Regions from separate parts of the Mus musculus genome. Here regions 2, 3 and 4 are each linked to region 1. The links are chromatin contacts, called in public Hi-C and promoter capture Hi-C maps. All regions are on one chromosome and are shown on one strand. The core of a region is the stretch at or near the end of the contact, and the rest is flanking DNA. Distances in the headings are between cores, read along the strand shown. Region 1 overlaps Ebf1 (early B cell factor 1). Region 2 overlaps Ebf1 (early B cell factor 1). Region 3 holds the start of Rnf145 (ring finger protein 145). Region 4 holds the start of Ublcp1 (ubiquitin-like domain containing CTD phosphatase 1).

Region 1 (4,753 bases), core at 946-3,445:
ACAGAGCCACGTCTCCGGACGTTGATCTGTTTTCTATAACACTAGCAAGAGCACCAGGAGGTTGGTAACACCTATTTCCCTGCAGAGATGTTCAGAGTCAGCTCTCATTAAGTACCTTGTGGATTATATGGACTCTCTGGCATATATGAGGTGGGGAAAGGAGACCGTGAGAAAACCAAGAGAGCATTAGAAAACGTGTAAGACAACAGCTGTATGATTAGGAAACTCCATGCTAGGAACAATATGGAAAATTGAAGGGCTCAAAGCCTTTCTTATAAAAATGTCTTGGCCTACTGGTCAACTGTGGGAAACTTCCAGCACTCATTATTTGGTTGGATCTAATAAATGAGCGACCGCACTTATTTTAATAAGTTCACTGTGACGTGTTCATTTGAGGAGTGGTGGTGGGGGTCTGTTCTTGTTTTGGCCAGAGATGACAAAACTTTTTTGAAGCTATTTTTTTGTTTGTTTGTTGTTCTGTATTTGATCAATCATGTGTCACAATTCCAATTGTGTTCATTTGTATAGTTCATTGTTCCAAGCCAGGGCCCTCCGTTGCTCTGGCTTTTCATTGGAGACTCCCTCATGTGAGAATTCAAAAGGAATCACGCAGTGGCAATATGGAAATAAACACTTCCATGTCCTGTTCCTAAGCCCCTGTTTATAACGTGGTGTGTCGGAACAGTTAGGCCTGAAGTAAAGATTCATTTGATTTAATTATATGTTTTTTAATGCATGTGTTTCTGTATGTGGGTACGTGAGTTTGGGTGCCTGAGGAGGCCAGAGCTTCAGGCTACTCTGGAGGTGTAGTTACAGGCAGCTGTGAGCTACCAGCTGTGAGTGCAGAGAGCTGAAGTTGAGTCCTCTGCAAGAGCTGTATGTGCTCTACACCACTGTACCATCTCTTCAATCTCTAATTTTTCTCTTTATTTTGTCAGTTTTACTTACGGAAATTTGTTAAGATGGAGCTTTCTCTTGCTTTCATACATGGCTTTGAGGATGGACTAGGAATTCTCTGGCCCTTTGTCCCCTCATCATTAAGTGGAGGTTTGGGATCGCCCTTCAAGCTCTGATGATTCTGTGAGAATGTCTCTGACTTCGTGAGGAACTACAGACACAGCTTTTCGGGGTAGCGACCCAAACACCGAGGTGATAGTTCTGCCGAGTTAAACTCACAGGCTAGCATAGTCAAAATGTCAAGCTTTCAGTTCAGTGAGAGACTGTCTCAAGGGGATATGGCAGAAAGTGAGAGAAAAATACCCAATGGATATTCTGCTTGACCATTCGTATGTAGGGGCATGCATACCTGAACACATACAAACTCACACACCAAGATCTCATTAAGCAGCCTAGGCTGGCTCCAAACTCATAATCCATCTACCTCTGTCCCTGAGTTGCAGGGTACAGGTATATATCCCCATGCATGACTTAAGATATCTTACAATAGCTATATGCCTATCTTAATCCATTAGGGAAAAAAACCACAGCTGTTACTTCAAAACGGTGATCTCATGGACATTAGTGCTTAGGGTAAGATCAAGCTTAGAGAAAGTATTAGATGGTTAAAATAAAAATCACAACTCGATAAAATCAAGTAAGTAATTGCCTACATGGTACTGGAATGTAGCAAAATTATGACTTAAGTTTGAAGCATGCTGTTAGAAAGGCTTTAAAGATAAAAAATAATAATTCATTCAATTTAATAGGAAACATGTAAGGCCCTGGGAAATATTCATTTTTATTTTTTCCCAATAAACCCTGTGTTTTTGTTTGTTGTTTGTCTTTTTTTTTTGTTGTTGTTGGTTGAAAGAAAGCTTTTTAGGTTCATTTTGCCATTAAGGTAGAGTTTCTGTTCTAGAGAAATTCTAAAAATCAAAACCTCTCCTAAGATATTGTCTCTATTTTTATTTTTAAACAAGCAATCTCTGTATGTCAGAAGGCAGAGAAGGACACGAAGCAAGAGCAAGCATCGAGCAGAGTCCGCCCAGGCAGCGCCCGCCCAGGCAGCGCATTATGATAATGTGCACAGAACCAGCTGGACACTGAGTTAAGCTGACACTGTGTTGTCAAGGGCAGCATCACCCATCAATTTCCGAGATAGGATTTGAGTTCAAATGGCAGAGAGAGCAGCAACTCTGTTGAGGCTGATGCGTGGGGGAAGGGTGGGGAAGGCAGGACAGGAACCCAGCACGGCTTAAAGGCAGGAAGTCCTGGTGCCTCCGGAAGCCGGTGGCTGCTACCTTCCGGTGTCTGCTACCTTCCCTTCTAACTTTAAATCTGTCAGAAAGCCCCACCTGGGTCCTTGCATGATTAGAGTCTTCTTCATGGGGTGGGGGTGGGATGGGGTGTGAGGGGGTATGGCTGTGTGTGGGTTACTGATACTAATTTTAACTCCCAAGAGAATGGGGTACCAGCTGCTTGAACCGAGGCCAGCGCAGCCCAGGAAACAGGACTCTACGTGGTCTCTTATCCATGGAGGAAGCACATTGTGGGTATAGCGGCAATCGTTTGTTTTGTTTGTTTCTTGTTCTTTGGAGACAGGGTCTCCCGGAGCCCAGGCTATATAGTCAAAGCTGGCCTTGAACTCCCTGCTCTTCCTGCTCCTACCTCCTAGATGCCACATTCACAGGCATGAGCTGCCCAGCTTTGTAAGAGGTGGTTTGTTAGTGCAGGCTGGAAGGATCCTCAACTTTTACTCCACCCACTTCAGTTCTTTCACAACATCAGACCATCAATGATTGCTCATTTGCTTTCCATTCGGTCGTTTATCTGGTCAACAAATATTTACCGGCTCTCTGCCTACTATATTAGATAAGAGAGGGGCAGAGGAGAGCAAAGCCGGGGCCAGCACTAACATGACGAGGTACACAGCTATGTGTACATACCAATTCATATGCAGGAAACAATGATAATCTCGATGATTTAATTGGCAATGTTGATAAGGGCTGTGAAAGAGAAATACAGGTTGCTAAGAAGGCTTAATACAAGGGACCCAGCAGAGTCTGAGGAGTCGGGAAGCTTCTCATATTTGAATGAGTAGCAGTTAGTGAAGTGAAGACGAAAAAAAGTCAATAGGTTGTTTGACTATTACATTGGGATAGACCATTAGACATTTGAGGGGAGAAGGGTGGTGTAGGTCTAAGAATTGCTTCTGAGAAGTGAACTTAGAAATTTTACATGTGTTAGTGTCTCTCTTTTGGTTGGACAAAGAAGTCCATTGTTTCCTTTCCAATCTTGTGGTGAGTGCTACAGCTCCTGGTCCAATAGATTGCACACTACAGATCTGGGCCTGTGTCTCTAGGGATGCTGATTTTGCTGCTGGTGCATGTGGTCTAGTGATGAGTGTTTTGGGAAAAAAAATATTTTTTTAATGCTCTTAACAGCCAGGGGAGGGCAATGCAGTTATAGAATCCACTTAAAAATAAGGGAAACTGAGGCCAACTGTTAAGGAGTTGGGTGTGGCTAAATGAAGAGTCAAGTTGGTTTCTGCACTCTTTAAACTTCCAAGTTGCTAACACAGTTGCTAACACATGGCTACTGTTCTTTCCCATTGTCAAGTCAAAGCCGCTCTCTCTGCGGAGTGGACTTCAGAAGTAGAGGCTCTTGCTATTTGAGCCCGTAATGTAAAACTTGCTCCAGTTGAAACAAATTGACGACATTACTCAAAGGCAAACTGAAAAGCCAGGTCTATGCTCAATCCCAAGGGTGAGTTACTTGGCTTGAGTAGTGATACATGGGAAGGTGCTTTTCTGGGTTAAGATAAAAACTCTTGGTATCACATCTCGCTATCGGGCACCTCATCTCCAGCTCCCTGGGCCAGTATTGCAACCTGAAATACTCAGTGGGCAGAAATGAAACTTTATAGAAATTGGGTGATCATCACCCTTATCAGATGAATATGACGCCATCCGAAGGATTTTAACAACTTTGTGTGTAGGGAAGGGGGCAGTCTGAGGATCGTAGGGCTTTGTAGCTTCCCTGCCCAATGCAAGTTGGCAGGACAGTGGCACAGCTTTTAAGATCCTTCTGTAGCATATGTGCAGGCCAGTCATAGCAGAAGCGCTGATGTGGGAAGCAGACCAGGGCAGGAAGAGAAAATGAAACACCAAAGTAACACTCTCTACACCATGGGGCACACAAATAGGTCTACATCTACCTAACACATATCTGATCATTAAACATGAAAGCAGAACTCTGCTACTAATAGATTCTTATCCCAATCTGTGCAATTGATCAATAATTTATACATGAACACATGCTCCTCTGTGGCTGGCTTATTTGAGGGTTTTAAGCAGCCAGATCCTAGCTGTTTAAAACCACAACCTTTATCTGCAGTTCTAGTCCAGAATGACTTGGGGGACAGGGACAGGGAGGGGTTCAAATCTGAAATGTCATCATACCAGGCTCTTCTATTGACTGTAAAAATGGTATGATATCTGCCATTGTAAAACATTGAGTGGATAGCACACAGTTTGGCTGTTATTTAGAAGATCATTAAGATGAGCATGTGTGTTATAAAATGAAAAGTTTCTTTCCTCCCTTCCCTGCTTCCTTAAATCTCTTCCTCTTCCTCATAGTCCTTCATCTGTAAACCCTGCTGCTGCCCAAGTGACTAAACCAGCAGTGTCCTTTGAGGAGCTATCATGTGCAGCAAATCTATAAACTCAGACCTCAAATTTTAGAATTGGCATTGTCCTAGGTGTTTTGGATTCAGTTCTTTGGCATAACTCAATCCTTATCGGGGACAAAAATG
Region 2 (4,602 bases), core at 1,613-4,112, 260 kb before region 1:
TCAAGGCTTTTTGGCAGACATCTTTACCTTCTGAGCCATTCCACTTGCATCAATTTTTGGTTTTCAGAATATTTTTAATTAATGCATTTTCTTGAATAAAGCAACTTTTAGGGCATTTGAAGAAGCCTTTTAAGAATATTGGCAAAAGGGCCAGTGAGAAGGTTTAGACGGTAAAGGGGCTTGCTGAGCAAGCCTGGAGACCTGAGTTCAGTTCTCATCTCCACATGATGGAAAGAGAGAGAACCAACTCCTGAAATTTGTTCTTTGATCTTATACACACCACACACCACACACACACACACACACACACACACACACACACACACACAAACACTCACAACACACAAACACTCACAACACACACACACTCACAACACACAATGGCATTAGCCCTCCCAATTTGATAAACAAATATAATAAGAATAAAGGAAGAGTTATGTGTTCACACTAAGACTAGTGACGAAAGATTTGACACATCAAAGGACTTTAACACGGTGCAAGTTATTGCCCCAGAGCACAGTGATAAGATGTAACCTTATATTGTGAGAAGCTAGCCTGTGGTCACTGGTAGATGGTGAGCATCACTCTAACAGAATGAGTCAGAGTATATGCTGTTCCTAAACCTGTGGATAAGGAGAACCTGGTTCGGAGGGAATTCAGCATCGCTCTGTGCTGTTGTCCCACCTTGAAGTCTAAGACTTTCATATGAGCTGGAGAACCAGAATAGAACCCAAACGGAAGGATATTCTACAAAGTAACTGTCCTGTATTTGCAACAATGTCAATGCCATGAACCACAACGACTGGAGGATATTCGGAATGAAAGGAGACATGACAGCTGAGCGCGGTGATTAGCACAGGATTTTCTTTCGCTGTAAAGGACATTATTAGGTAATTGGTAAATCTCAATAAGGTCTGGAGATTAGATTATTCTATTGTATCAATGCTAATTTTCTGATTTAGATAATTGTGCTGCGATTATGCATGAAAAAGCCTTGTTTTCAGGAAATGCATGCAGAGATATTGAGGATAAATCTGCAATTTGCTAAAAAGTGATTTAGGGGGAAAAAGAAAAATAGGAAGCAAATTTAGTAAAATGCAGGCGTTTGAGGAATCTGGGCAATGAATATCCATCCTGGGCCTCTAAGCATGTTCTTTCAACCGTTTTAGAAGTCTACAGTTGAAGTAAAAACAATTTATTTATTTTTAAAATACAAGGTTATGATGAGCTAGCCATAAAAGGTAGGTAGTTTTGATAGACCAATGTTAGGGATGTGTGCTTTTCTTTTTTTCCTTCATTTTAATTTGTTGTAAAGTTAGCTTTGCTCTGTGTCTAGATACTGTAAACTGTAATCAGGTCATGACCCAGGGATCTGTCTACACTGGGTCTTAAGTCACGGTGGTTCTGTCTCCAAGTTCAAAACCATGGTGCATGAGAATGACCAGTTAGGCACAGAAGTCCTTTTATGAACCACATAATAATAAGAATAACCTCTGGTTAATTTAAATAGTTTTTGTCACTAAGAAACTGAGGGTTCTGTGAATGTGTGAAAGTAATTTTATTAACAATTTGAAGCTGTGTTATATTAGTATTATGCAGTGATACAGTGTTAAGTGAGTTAAATGTATGCTGATGCAGAAGCCCAGTCTACCAATAGCGTTGTGTGTCTCTTTGGCTGGGACAGTGACCTGTAGGTCCATGAGCAAGCTTGAGGTTTTGGGGAACTTGGTGGGTGTCCCAAAGCAAAATGTGATTGTGTTGCAAAAAGGAAAAGAGAGCAAAGCGCCCGTGGCTGGCGGTTGAGGGAATCCAGATTTTGAGAGTGAGATGTAATTCTCTGCTTAAGGAGCTGACTCTGTGATTTCACCCCCCCACACAGCATATGCTGGCAAGGGTTCCCTTCTGGGCGGGTGTACACCCTGCAAAAGCGCTTGCTCTCAGCCTCTCGGTAGGAAGAGGGGGTTTCCCCTGATGGAATCGCTTCAGAAATGACTTTGACGATGCATAGACATCCAGCTTTCCCCATACCCATTTCCTGCTACTTTCCAGTAGAACACGCTGGGAGCAGTGCGGAAGCAAATGTACGTGGCTGGCCGATCAAACGCACATGGCCTCTCTCCATTTGAAATACAAAATATTGCAACCTCTTCAGCCTTCTGGATCTCCCCTCTTTATTGATTAGACTTATTTTTATTCTGTATTGAAAAGAGAATTATGGTTGTCTTGACAACAGATGCCTATCACATGCTTTGGTCCAAAGATGTGCATAATGAGGTGGCTGATAGGGCAGAGAGGATCAGATCCCATTCCACTCAATTTGGGCTGATCCTGACCAATGTGTCCTGAAATAATCAGCCCAGTGAGGCTTTTTGCTCCTAAAAGTTAATTGGCCCCCAGCAGGGGCGAGGCAGTGAAGAACGGGATTGTTATACATAACCCTCTGCTACTTGTTTCTATTTTTAGCTAAAAACATGCCTTTACTTTCAGGCCATAGTGTATGAAGGCCAAGACAAGAACCCTGAAATGTGCCGAGTATTGCTCACACACGAGATCATGTGCAGGTAAGAAATTTCCTCTCTCTTTCTCTCTCTGAAGTAAAGATGAATTTGGATCTCAAGTCTAGGTGAAATCAGTTCCATTGGGGGGTGGGGAATATGTTTATTTTGCGTTTGGTAAATGGTCTGGAAGAATTATCAGACACATTTGGTAATTTGGTCAAGGATCATGTCGGTTCTCAGTTGTTTATTACATTTCATCTTGGGAGACATTAGTTTGCGTTTTTTGGTACCTCACTGTTCATGGCCACAGAGCAGCAACCTCCCTCTTCCTTCGCAGTGGAGTGACATAGAGTATAATTTCCTTTTTGGTGACATTTGCACTCATCTGCATGCTTAGTAAAATATGAGTTCTCTTGAAGTCAGCAGAGGCTTCTGTTGGGGGCAACTTGAAAGTCATACTTCCTCCTTTGAGTTCTGCTTACTATAACACCCCATACCTGAGCCTAAACTCATCTCTGTCTCTTTCTGTCTCTGTCTCTCTCTGTCTCTTCTTTTCTCCTGTAGATGGTCTTTTAGTAATCCTGTTCATATCTGAGCATGAAGCTAATATTTCTTGGGGGTGGTTTGCTTTGGGGTTTTGGGGGAAGGAAAATGAAAAGGAGACCACAAAAGGTCTAATAATTCATGTTCCTCACAGATGAATCTCTTTCTGCTGTGATCATGCTGAAGTGTCATCTGAGACCACAGTGCCCCTTGGTGGCCTCAGCCAGGCCTATGCAGCAGAGGGATAAGGGCAGCCTTTTAACTTACACTCTTATTCCTTGTAAAATAACCCAGCATTTTGCTCTCAACATCTCCCAAGTAATTAGATAAAGCAGGGAGATGCCACACTTGACATCAGAGGAGAGTTCCTAATTGCTTTGTTAGCTGAGCAGCCTCTCTCTGGCACAATGTGTGTTTGGCTGGTGAATGTCACTGACCAGTCTACATGGGTCTTCAGCTGCCTTCTCAGCATGGGAAGCCCTTACCGGCCACTCATGGACTCTTGGGGCAAACAATCTTACAACTCTACAGGTGGAAAAAGACTCAAAAGTGTGTTGTGTTTTCCGAGTGACATCCCAAACATTAACATTTGTATCTATAAAAATTCTGCTTTTTTTCTTTTTAGAAATACTTCTGATTTATAGTTCTAAGATATATAAGCGCTTCACACATTTTCACTTCAGTGATTTATAAAACCTGTTAATTATTCTAAAAACCAGGTTGTTTTTTTTTTTCCTCCAGACTTAAGACAGTAGTGGAACACTCCTAAACAGGGTGGAATTTCTTCATCAGTAGAACGAGTTAGTTTTACCCTGTGTGTATGACCTGGATATAATCTGGCTGAGTGGCACCTTTTTAGAAGGAAAGGAGCAAGCCCCGGTTTAAAAAATGTAACCTAAGTAAATCGTAACCTCGTCTGTGTTACTGTTCCCCCAACCACAGCTCTATCATTTTAGCCTTCTACAATTAACACGCCATTAGACTGCCCTCTCCATGTAGAGCTGCGTGTGGCTGTAGCAGAACAGGAAACAGGAAGATGGATTTCAGGAACAGGCCAAGCACTAGCTATACATCATCGATTTGCATTTCGTATCTGCATATGTTTGGATTATGCTGGAGAGAATTCTATTCCTGAACTACTTAGAGATATATTATGCCTCTCATGCGCAGGGCCCCCCTCTATTAATGCAGTTTATATTTTCCTTGTTTTTAAAATTCATTGGTCCAAAGTGCTTTATTATGCTGGTTGGTGTGCTTTACTGCTCGCGTTCTCTCTATTTTTCAGAAACATAAAAATAGCAAAAAATAAAATTCTCAAGCCATGGAAGGCAAATGACGCTGTTTGTACCGAGTGGCTAAGAGGGAAAGCCATATTCCAAATGTCATCTTGCTAATGTTACAGATTACTGCTCTCTCCGGCTGCCTATAGATGTGGAAGGGGTACTGTTTGTTTACAGGCTACCATGACCCCATTACACAAACCTGTCATCTATTGTGTGGCTAACAGTCTTTTAAATTGCAAATCTGATGCTCTTTAGGGGGCTTTAGGAAAAAAAAATTC
Region 3 (4,443 bases), core at 1,183-3,682, 370 kb before region 1:
TTCTGGTGACCCTTTCTTCAATCCCAGCTGGGTTTTTTTTTTTTTTTTTTTGTCTCTGGGATTTTCTTTTTAGTTTTATTTACATAGTAGCTCCTGGAGCCTTACCCAAACTGGATTAGCAGCAAGGTTCCTGCAGTAACCCTTTCATTACCAGAGCAATTTTCTTCACACATTGTTTTGAACTTCAGCATTTACAAGCCACTCCTGTGAAACTCAAAGGTAAAAGGACACATGATTTGTTCTTGCTTTGACATGTCCAGTGTACTTATGGTGGAGTGCTTAAGCTTTGAAGCCATTTTCTTTCTCCTTTAAAAAGACATAGAATGGCAAAGGGCAGAGGTGACCCCCCCCCCTTCCACTAAGGCAAAGCATGAATCTAATGAAACTTTTAAATATTGTCAAAACTCTGAAATTTACCTGAGGACAAAGGCAACCAATTCAAGTTTAGTGTTATATGCATTTTGAATTCTTTATTCTGTGTTTCTGGCCACATATTTTCCTGCCTTAGCCAGCAGTGAAACTTTGAGAGTAAAAGCCAAGGAAAGCTGTTGCTAGCATAGGCAGCTTCCTATTGCAACCATCAGCCAGTGAGGATTTTTACCTAGGAGGCTACATACAGAAGAGACTCATGAAACCACTGCTCTGTGATGTGACAGGTTTAATGGTTATTCCAAGGTGGCCTAAGGGATCCAAACAAAAGTGGCTATAACGAGTTATGAACAGAACCCCCAGAAACATTTAAACCCTGCTATGAAGCTAGTAGGTGACAGTTACCGATAATCATCAATTTGACAAAATTAGTCACATGGGACCATGGCTCCTGAGGACATTCTCTTGATTAGTGTGATGCCATTCCTTGGATAGGGCATCCTGCACTGCTTACGAGTGAGGAACATGAGGCAGTGAGCAGTGACATGCATGCATTCACATCACTCTCTGCTTCTAGACTCTGGGTGAAGTGACCAGCTGTTTCAAGTTCCTGATGCCTTAACCTGCCCCACGAGGGACTGTGCGTTAAACAGTGAGCTGAAACACACCCATTCTCCATAAATTCTGTCCAAGTTTTATCACAGTCACAGAAAATGGGAGGGAGATATGCTACTGTGAACTTTAGTGATGGCTTTGGCTACATATTACTTATTTTACATCTATGAATGTTTTGTCTGCAGATATGTCTGAGCACCACATGTTTGTAGTGTCCATGGAGGCCAGAAGAGGGCGTCAGATCCTCTGGGACTCGAGTTACCAGCTACACCTGGGTGCTGAGAATTGAACCTGGGGGTGGGGTGTTCTCTAGAAGAACAAAAAGGGCTCTTAAGAGCTAAGCCATCTCTCCTGCTCTGATGACCTTGTATATGTAGAGGTTGTGTTTACAGTTTTATAGCAGGGGAGACCCAGAGGTTCAGAATCGTGGGTGTATGTGTCTCATAAGCAGTGGACAAGGACACATAAACATCAAAGAATACTCATTTTGTCTTGTACAGATTGTAAGGTGGAGGCTCTTGGCAAGTTTCCGAATGAGCCAGAATGGTTGCAATGCCTTACAAATCACTTGGTGTTCATCTTCTGTTACCTAGGCACTGCCTAATGAAAGGCCACACTAGTTTCTAGTGGCAACTGATTCTCAAGGGACTAAACTAAAAGCAAGGAACAACAGAGCAAATGGCAGAAGGTAATAGCGAGGCAATGGTAATACAGATGAACGTAGTAATAGATCCCTGCAAAGATCAGCTTAAGTCCTCAGCAAGCTTATATACTATATAGACACAGATCCTGCTCTAAAAGCTTCTACATTTATAATACGGCAAGAATGTGCCATAGTATTAGGAGACTAGAGCAGAACAAAAGGGTTTCAGGGAAAGGGTGTGTGCACACTAATGTGGTTTGAACCTTGAACCAAAAGAAATGGCAAACCTATTTACACCTTTTATTTTCATACAGTAGTTAATCATTTGCACCAAACGAAGGAGCCGGAATACAGTCCCAGGGAGCAATTCCAAACCATTCACTCATCCAGCATTTTACTCTTCGTCGTCCCTGATGCCTTAGAGACGAGTCTTAGTCTAGTCAAGGAGAGAGTTAAAAATTGCTCTGGGTTTGCACGCGGCAGGGACCAGCCTTTCACATTGTCCCACGTGGTCCCAGCAGGTGAGTGTAGGTGTGGGCGCGTGCGGCTCGTGGTGTCTGCGGAGTGAGCGCGAACACGTGTCAGAATGGCTGGGGTCACAGTGCATGTCCCGGTGTCGCCTCACCCTTCCTTGGAATAGTCTGCCGGACCAGCACCAAAGAGAAGCCGGCGTTTCGGGCCCACTCAACGGAGGCGGTGCGGGAAGATCCCGCCGTGCGCGATTGTGAGTGAGCGTGGGCGCACGGGGGCCGGGCGATGGCGAGCTCGCGCGCAGGCGCAGAGCGCGCGAGCCGGCGGTCGCCGCAGAGCGCGGGGGGCGGAGCCGGAGCGCGGGGACCAGGCCATGGCGGCCGCCGGGCGCTGGTGCCGGCGCTCGGCCCGGGAGCGCCTTTGTCGCCGCGGAGGATGGTGACCTCACGGTTCGGGCCGCTTCCGCTGCCTCCGCCTCCCGAGACGCCGCAGCCGAGGCCGGACGCGGGAGAGCCGCCGCTGTGAGCCGCGCAAACCGGGCCCCCCGCCGTCGGAACCGAAGATCTCACCGGAGGGGCGGGAATCGGAGCCGGGCAGCAGCGGACACCGCCATCCCCAGTGCCGCCCCGCAGGCAGGGAGGCTGCGGCTCCAGGTGACTGCGGTCAGCCGGGAGCATCCCGCAGGCCTGCTGCCCACTGCGCCTCCCCTCCCCTCCCCCACCCTCGCTCCTCCCCGCCGCGCCCCCTCCTTCTCCGGCTCTTGGCCCCGGCCTGGTCCCCCTCCGCACCGCGCCCTCCCGCCCACCCCTGAGCAGCGATCAGTCTCCTGCGACCTCCTCGCAGAGCCTCATACTCGTTCCCGGGGCCTCGGCTGCCTCCTCACCACCTTCCATCCTTCTTTCCTCCCGCGCCTGGAGAGGGAGAGAACCCTCACATTCCTGAGATGCCCTCATTGGGGCTCACCCCTCTCTGCTCTCCTGTACCCCGGTTGCAAGGCCTTTCCCGGTCTCTCTGGCAGAGGTGTCCAGTCCGGGCTCCTTTGCTCAGGTTTGCATTTCTAACTTTTCGTCTTTTGCGTTTCTGTTCACTCTTTTTGCTTTCAAGCTTCTTCCCTCTTCCCTGGCGTCTCCTCACCTCGCAGCCCCTTAACTCAGCCTAACCATGTGCAGGCGGTGCAGGTTGCGGGTTTCAGAAAGACCTGCCAAGCCCAAAGAATAGGGGGACCCCTGGCTTAGTGTGCAGTGCGCCTCTCTTCAGTCACGAGCAGCTCATCTCTCTCTTACTGTGTTCCTTTTCCCGCTCGCCATCCCTGGGTTCGCCCTCTCCAGTTCTGCTTTCCCACCCTAGGACCTTTGTGGAATGAACCCCCTATTCTATCTAAGGGTTAGGAACTTGACTCATATAAGCGCGCCTTATGAGGCGCGGTAGAGCCAGCACCCTTGGCGAGGCAGGGAGCACCCGGGCTTCTCTTCCTGGCAGAGTTTCTGCTCCACGTAATCCCCTAGCCTTGGGGCTGCTGCGTCCGTGCCGCGCTGCTGTGCTGTGCTCGCTGCCTGCTTGCGGCGAGCTGGCTTGGGGTTACTACAGTTCAAATGTATCTGAGCAAAGCAGGCGGGGTTGGGGGAGGTGCGGGGAGAGAGTGAGATGGGGCGGGGGAAGGGGCCTTTGCAGTGGGAAGGCATCAAAGATTAATGGATGGCTTTGCATCTCTGTCTGCAGTAAACAGGAAACTAGTCTGAAAGGAAGGGGTGTGTGTGTGTGTCTGTCTTTATTTTATAAAATACCGAGTGTGCAGTTTTGTGAATCTTGAACCAGACCCAAAAGGATGAGCTGCCGGTGCTGCAGTCGTGACCTAGGCTGAGCGTCCAATGGCAGAGGTAGCGTTGTTTTCCTTCTCTGTGTCGGGCCCTTAGGTTGGACGATGGCTCTTTCACTGGAGGGTGGACTCTTATCTGTGGATGTGGTTTCGGAGATGATGAGGAATCACAGGATTGCTAGTAGTTTCTGTGGAAACCAAGTCCCTACAAAGTTAGCTAGCAACACAGTGGGAGTGGGGAGGATTAGCTATATTTAAAACGTGTGCCAGCGCTTATGTAAGGAAGTTCTCTTTCCTGGTCTCCTTTCTGGGCGGAGTTACTTTCGGATTTTAGGGTCCAGCTTCGCCCTCTCGTTTTTGTTTTTGTTTTTTTGTTTTTTGTTTTGTTTGTTTATTTTTTTTAAGGTCTCAGCATCCCAATGGATAGACAGCCTCCTTGTCCCCCATTTGCTTAGATTCAGTTTTAGTTGATTTAGAATTTGTTTGAATTGCTGGGAGCAGAGAAGGAAGGTTGATGGTGATGGTTTTG
Region 4 (4,396 bases), core at 866-3,365, 420 kb before region 1:
GTTTTTTTTTTTTTAATGCGCTCATACAGATCCAACCACAGAAATGTTACATGGCAGCTGCTATTCTCCCTAACAACTAAACACAGGTTGCTTGTCCCATTAAGCTGTCAACACTTATAACCTCACTTCCTTCATAGGTCAGAGCACTGAGTTCCCGAATCTCAGAGCACTGGCGTTTTTTTGCAGCGCTTTCGCGTGGGTGATGAAGTATTTGATCATGTGATCGTAAGCATCACAACCAATTCTGAGAGAAGGTAAATTTTAATTAACAATCTGCAAAGACTTAATGTAGAAATCTATTACTGTGCTTCGAAAAGCGTACCAAATCCATATTCACATTGGCTTCCCTGTCCGTTTCCCTTTAGAGTCCCACTTAGACCTACTTACTCATATGTTAATGTTCTGCAGAAAACCTGCAAGCATGCTAACTTAGGGCAACGATGCCACGTTAGGCAGAATCTGCCCTAAGAAGTTTTATGACCTTGGCTAAAAAGGCATGTGGGTCAATTTGAAATCTGTAAGACACAGAAACAGGAATGATTGTTCGTAAGAGCTAGGAAGGCTTCTAGCTGTGCTGAGCTGAGCTGAGCTGAGCTGAGCTGAGCTGAGCTAACCGGTGCTTGGACGGGCAGGGTAGTCTGGAGACCATGAGAGTTTTTTGACCAGTGGTTCTCAACCAATACCACTGACTTAAATTTGATGAAGACTTCTTGGAAGTATCATCAGAATAAGGAAAGAGACCTAACAATGTCCACTTTAACCAGTCTTTTTCTACCACCTCTGAGGTGGTAGAGGCTGAGCATGCTACTCCTCTAGGCTCTTCTGTTACCGGCTTTAGAAAAACCTGCCAATGGCATGGGCCCCATGCACTTAACAACAGGCACTACTTCATAAAGAACTTGTGCTACAAATGGTAAAGACAAGTTGTCAAATGCCCCAAGACTCTGGGCATAGAAAAAAAAAAAAGGTTATACAAACCTTTCCAGCTTAAGTTCTTAAAACTTTTTTTAATTTTTGAATCTCATTTCATCACTACTGAGAATCATGCAGGACAAAAAAAGCATGGGCATTTTTATACTTTCTCATACAATGCTAATGGTTTATCACATTTGTCCCCCAAATTGGGGGGTGGGAGTGGGTGGTGATGGCGATCCAACTCAAAGAGGACATTTTTATGGGATATGTAATCAACGTATGTTTATACTGGAGTTCTGCCTAACATCCTGTGTTGGGTTTGCCTAGTCTCTTACCTCTCTAGCCCTCAGCCTTCCAAACCCAGAGATGAGTCAGTTCACATGTATGTGTTTTGATAAGCGCTAACACCTGACAGCATTTGATAAGCCGCGAGGAGCTAGGAGAACGGTAGCAGTGAGGGCTGAGCACGTTAACTATCGCTATCTTAATCTTCACAATCCTGGACTAACAAGCGACCTCACTGTACAGATTAGAAACCTGCAAAATAAGTCACAGCGACTCTCGCCCAACACCGCATCACGAAAAGCAGCCAACGGCGGCAATTTCAAAAGTGACAGTGTGAACTTTTCATCCAGCCCGGCAAGAGTGAGCGTGCGGTGCTGGGCCGCGGGCCCTGGCGCCGGCCCGCAGGAGCCGCGCGGGGTGCAGCCCGGACTGCCCCGGGAGTATCCCAAGACAGGCAGAGTCTCAGAAACAAGCTGCCTCGGACGCCTTCGACAACCCGCGTGAGGGGAGGACAAGACAGACCCTGCAGGAGCGGGGGACGAGGCCCGCGGACGCAGAACATTCTGGGACGTGGGAAGCCTTGGGGTCAGGTGAGAAGGCCGGATGCGAAGGCTGCGGCCACGACCCGCAGTGCGCCGGGACAGGGGCCTCTGGGGGCCAGGCGGGACAGCTGCAGTCCCAGCCCACCCGGACCGCAGCGAGACAAACCACGGGGCGCATGCAGTTCAGTGGCATCCCCCGGCCGCAGCGTCGCCTTCACAGGCAGGCGCGCCGGAGAACCCCGCGTCCTCTCACCTGGAGCGCGGCGGAACCAGCTACAGCGGACGAAAAAGCCGGCCGCAGCGGAACCTAAGGAGACCGGAAGCGAGGGGCGGGACCGGAACCGGCGGGCGGACCGGAAAGTGTGGTTGAGACCGGAAATGTGTTGTAGGGGAGGGGGAAATGCGGCTGCCGCTTGTTTGGTTTCTCCTCCGATGTGACGCCTGCGGAGCCCAGGCCGGCCGAGTGTTTTCCAGACTTTGACCTCTGTGAAAGAGACCCCTCCCGGTTCTTGGTGGCCGCCGCCGGCTGTTCTGCGCATGCTCCGGCCCGGTGGCGACTTTTTTTTTTTTTCCACCAGAGCTGAGCTTTGCGGAGCCCTGTGACTCCTGTGGCAGTGTCGCGTTCCGAATGAAGCCGACCTTTGAGGACTGAAGAGGAGACTTTTCTAGAGACGCAAGGAGCCAGGAATATAATTTGCCCACTCCAGGGGAAAGCCGGCCAAAGTGATCCAAACACTCATGGAACAAATATCCGTGTGACAACGGTGTTCCAGATCTGTGTGTCGGTCGGCTCCACCCACTCGTGCTTGCTTTGCCTCCTTAAATGCAAGGAAAGCTAGTTCTCTTTACAGAAGAATGCCATGCTTTCATAGAAATAAATGCTGCAGCGTTCGAAGTCACTCGGAGAGACCGGAGACTCCGTTTAAATTATAGTTATCCGAGTTTTTCTTCTTAAGCAGCCGCTCTCTTTAGTTCCTGTGAGCTAAAACAGGAAAGGGGCTTTTAAGGGCAGTTACAATTACTTCATTTCTGTGGGATTGACAGCTATGTGAGGAACTGCCTCACCCCCACCCCCCACCCCCTGTGCGTAATGATGAGCGGAGTTCGCAGAAATCAGAGCCAGCAGTTAATCATTTCATAGCAGTTTTCCAATTCATGGGGAAGGGGCAAGGAGTCAGAGTTGCTAGGAACTTATCTTTTCGGAATTTAGAATGGGTGCCTCACATAAAGTGGAGTTTTTCTTAGCTATCAAAGCAGTCTCCATTTGAACCCCTGGAGGCGGCTCTTGCCTGTAATCCCAGCTGAGGCAGTAGGATAGTGCATAAATTTGAAGCCAGCCTGGGCATAGGGAATTCTAGTTCCAGCCCTGGGATACAGACTGAAACTCTGACTCAGACAGAAGAAAGCCTCAACGGGACCTAACCCTTCTCATCCATTCAAGAAATTCCCAGTGTTACTTGTTATGCAAAAGAAAAAAGAAAAGAAAGACCTAAAAAGTAACTTGAAGAATGTTTACATCATCAGCCCCTAGATAAGTATATCTGATACTTTTTAAAACTTCAAATTCAATCTTAGAGACCCATAAGAGGCGTGGCCACCTCTTGACAGTTGTTCTCAGACTTCCTGTGCCTTGGTACAAACAGACCCACAGAAAAATTAATGTAATTGGAGGGAGGGGGAAAACATGGTTTCTCTATGTATAGCTCAGGCTTGCCTGGAACTCACAAAGATCCACCTGCCCAAGTGCTAGAATCAAAGGCATGCACCAGCATGTATGGCTAAATTAATGTCATTTTAAAATTATAAAAACACAAATCCAAAACGTTTTCTTAAACCAGTTTCTTCCAGAAGGGGAGAGTAAAAAGGTAATATTGGTTCCATGTGTGTCTTTCCTTTTAGTCGATAGAGCTGTACCTGCTTGGGTTTGTTTTGGTTTTTTCATTTCTTGGGCTTGTTAGAAATAAAGCAACTAAATTTTGTGTCTTAGCAATTTTTTAAAAGACTTGTTTTTCAATGAGTATGAGTATTTTGCCTTTGGAACTGGACTTAAAGATAGTTCCGGTTCTCATATGAGTGATAGGAACCAAACCCAGGTCCTCTGCAAGAGTCATGGCTCCAGTCCCAACTTGAGGGTTCTTTAGTTAAGAGGTTTGGGGTTTTCTGTTTTGTTTTGGTTTTTGGTTTTTTTCCTGTACTTAATGAGAATATCTACTCATTCAAAACAAATCCCTTGCTTTCTTCAAAAAAGAAAAGACTTTCTACAAAACCCACACGGAAGTTTAACAACACAGTCAAAACGACCATCAAAAAGCAAGAAACTAATCTCAAAATGAATATGCTTTTTCACCTGGATCATTCATCCACTTGCTGCTTGGCAAGGCCAGTTTCTATTTTCACCACCACAATCAGTACATTTGTTTATCATTAAGGTCAACTATGTTTTGGTTTGCTTTGTTTTCTGGAAGTGAGCATCAAACCCAGGACTTTGCATATGCTAAACCAGTGCTCTACCAAGTACATCTCTATAGCTTTGTGTCCCTGTGTTGCCCTCCTGGCCGGAAACTCTTCATTCTCTTGCCTTGGTCTCCCTATTTCCTGGTTTACAAGCATACACCAACATGCCAGGCTATCTCATTTCTATTTAGCTCAACCTT

What was found. Promoter capture Hi-C pulls out the DNA fragments that hold promoters and counts their contacts. A called contact is a pair of places that touch in the nucleus more often than the background predicts.
Region 2: a Hi-C map of B cells shows a contact between it and region 1, with 1.8 times the contacts expected there. The contact joins two enhancer-like sites. A contact is called at or near these places in 4 of 484 Hi-C or Micro-C datasets (B cells, centroblasts, psoas muscle and 1 more), 9 of 115 datasets of contacts at active chromatin or transcription factors (the 230-238 cell line, embryonic basal ganglia, embryonic forebrain and 6 more) and 1 of 9 other capture datasets (embryonic tail).
Region 3: a contact with region 1 is called in a promoter capture Hi-C map of pre-B cells, with 5 times the contacts expected there. The contact joins the promoter of Rnf145 here to the enhancer-like site in region 1. A contact is called at or near these places in 3 of 39 promoter capture datasets (the 3T3-L1 cell line, liver and pre-B cells) and 1 of 9 other capture datasets (liver).
Region 4: a promoter capture Hi-C map of pre-B cells shows a contact between it and region 1, with 7 times the contacts expected there. The contact joins the promoter of Ublcp1 here to the enhancer-like site in region 1. A contact is called at or near these places in 1 of 39 promoter capture datasets (pre-B cells), 2 of 484 Hi-C or Micro-C datasets (double positive thymocytes and large pre-B cells) and 2 of 9 other capture datasets (adipose tissue and liver).

What each region holds. Positions count from the first base shown.
Region 1 is chr11:44,890,911-44,895,663 of GRCm38.p6, forward strand. All of the region lies in intron 8 of Ebf1 (early B cell factor 1), which reads left to right. Among named protein-coding and RNA genes, the nearest start is that of Gm51859, 200 kb to the right of the region's middle. Within about 2 kb of position 2,196, at least 71 of the 459 cell types and tissues checked have an H3K27ac peak or open chromatin away from gene starts, as enhancers often do. A contact at or near this core is called in B cells, centroblasts, double positive thymocytes and 1 more, where this site is marked.
Region 2 is chr11:44,630,264-44,634,865 of GRCm38.p6, forward strand. It overlaps Ebf1 (early B cell factor 1), which reads left to right. Exons shown (of 16, transcript NM_007897.3): 5 at 2,488-2,561. Among named protein-coding and RNA genes, the nearest start is that of Ebf1, 14 kb to the left of the region's middle. Within about 2 kb of position 2,863, at least 11 of the 459 cell types and tissues checked have an H3K27ac peak or open chromatin away from gene starts, as enhancers often do. A contact at or near this core is called in B cells and centroblasts, where this site is marked.
Region 3 is chr11:44,516,524-44,520,966 of GRCm38.p6, forward strand. Rnf145 (ring finger protein 145) reads left to right here and starts at 2,433. Exons shown (of 11, transcript NM_028862.4): 1 at 2,433-2,751.
Region 4 is chr11:44,468,433-44,472,828 of GRCm38.p6, forward strand. It overlaps Ublcp1 (ubiquitin-like domain containing CTD phosphatase 1), which reads right to left and starts at 2,116. Exons shown (of 11, transcript NM_024475.5): 1 at 1,996-2,116.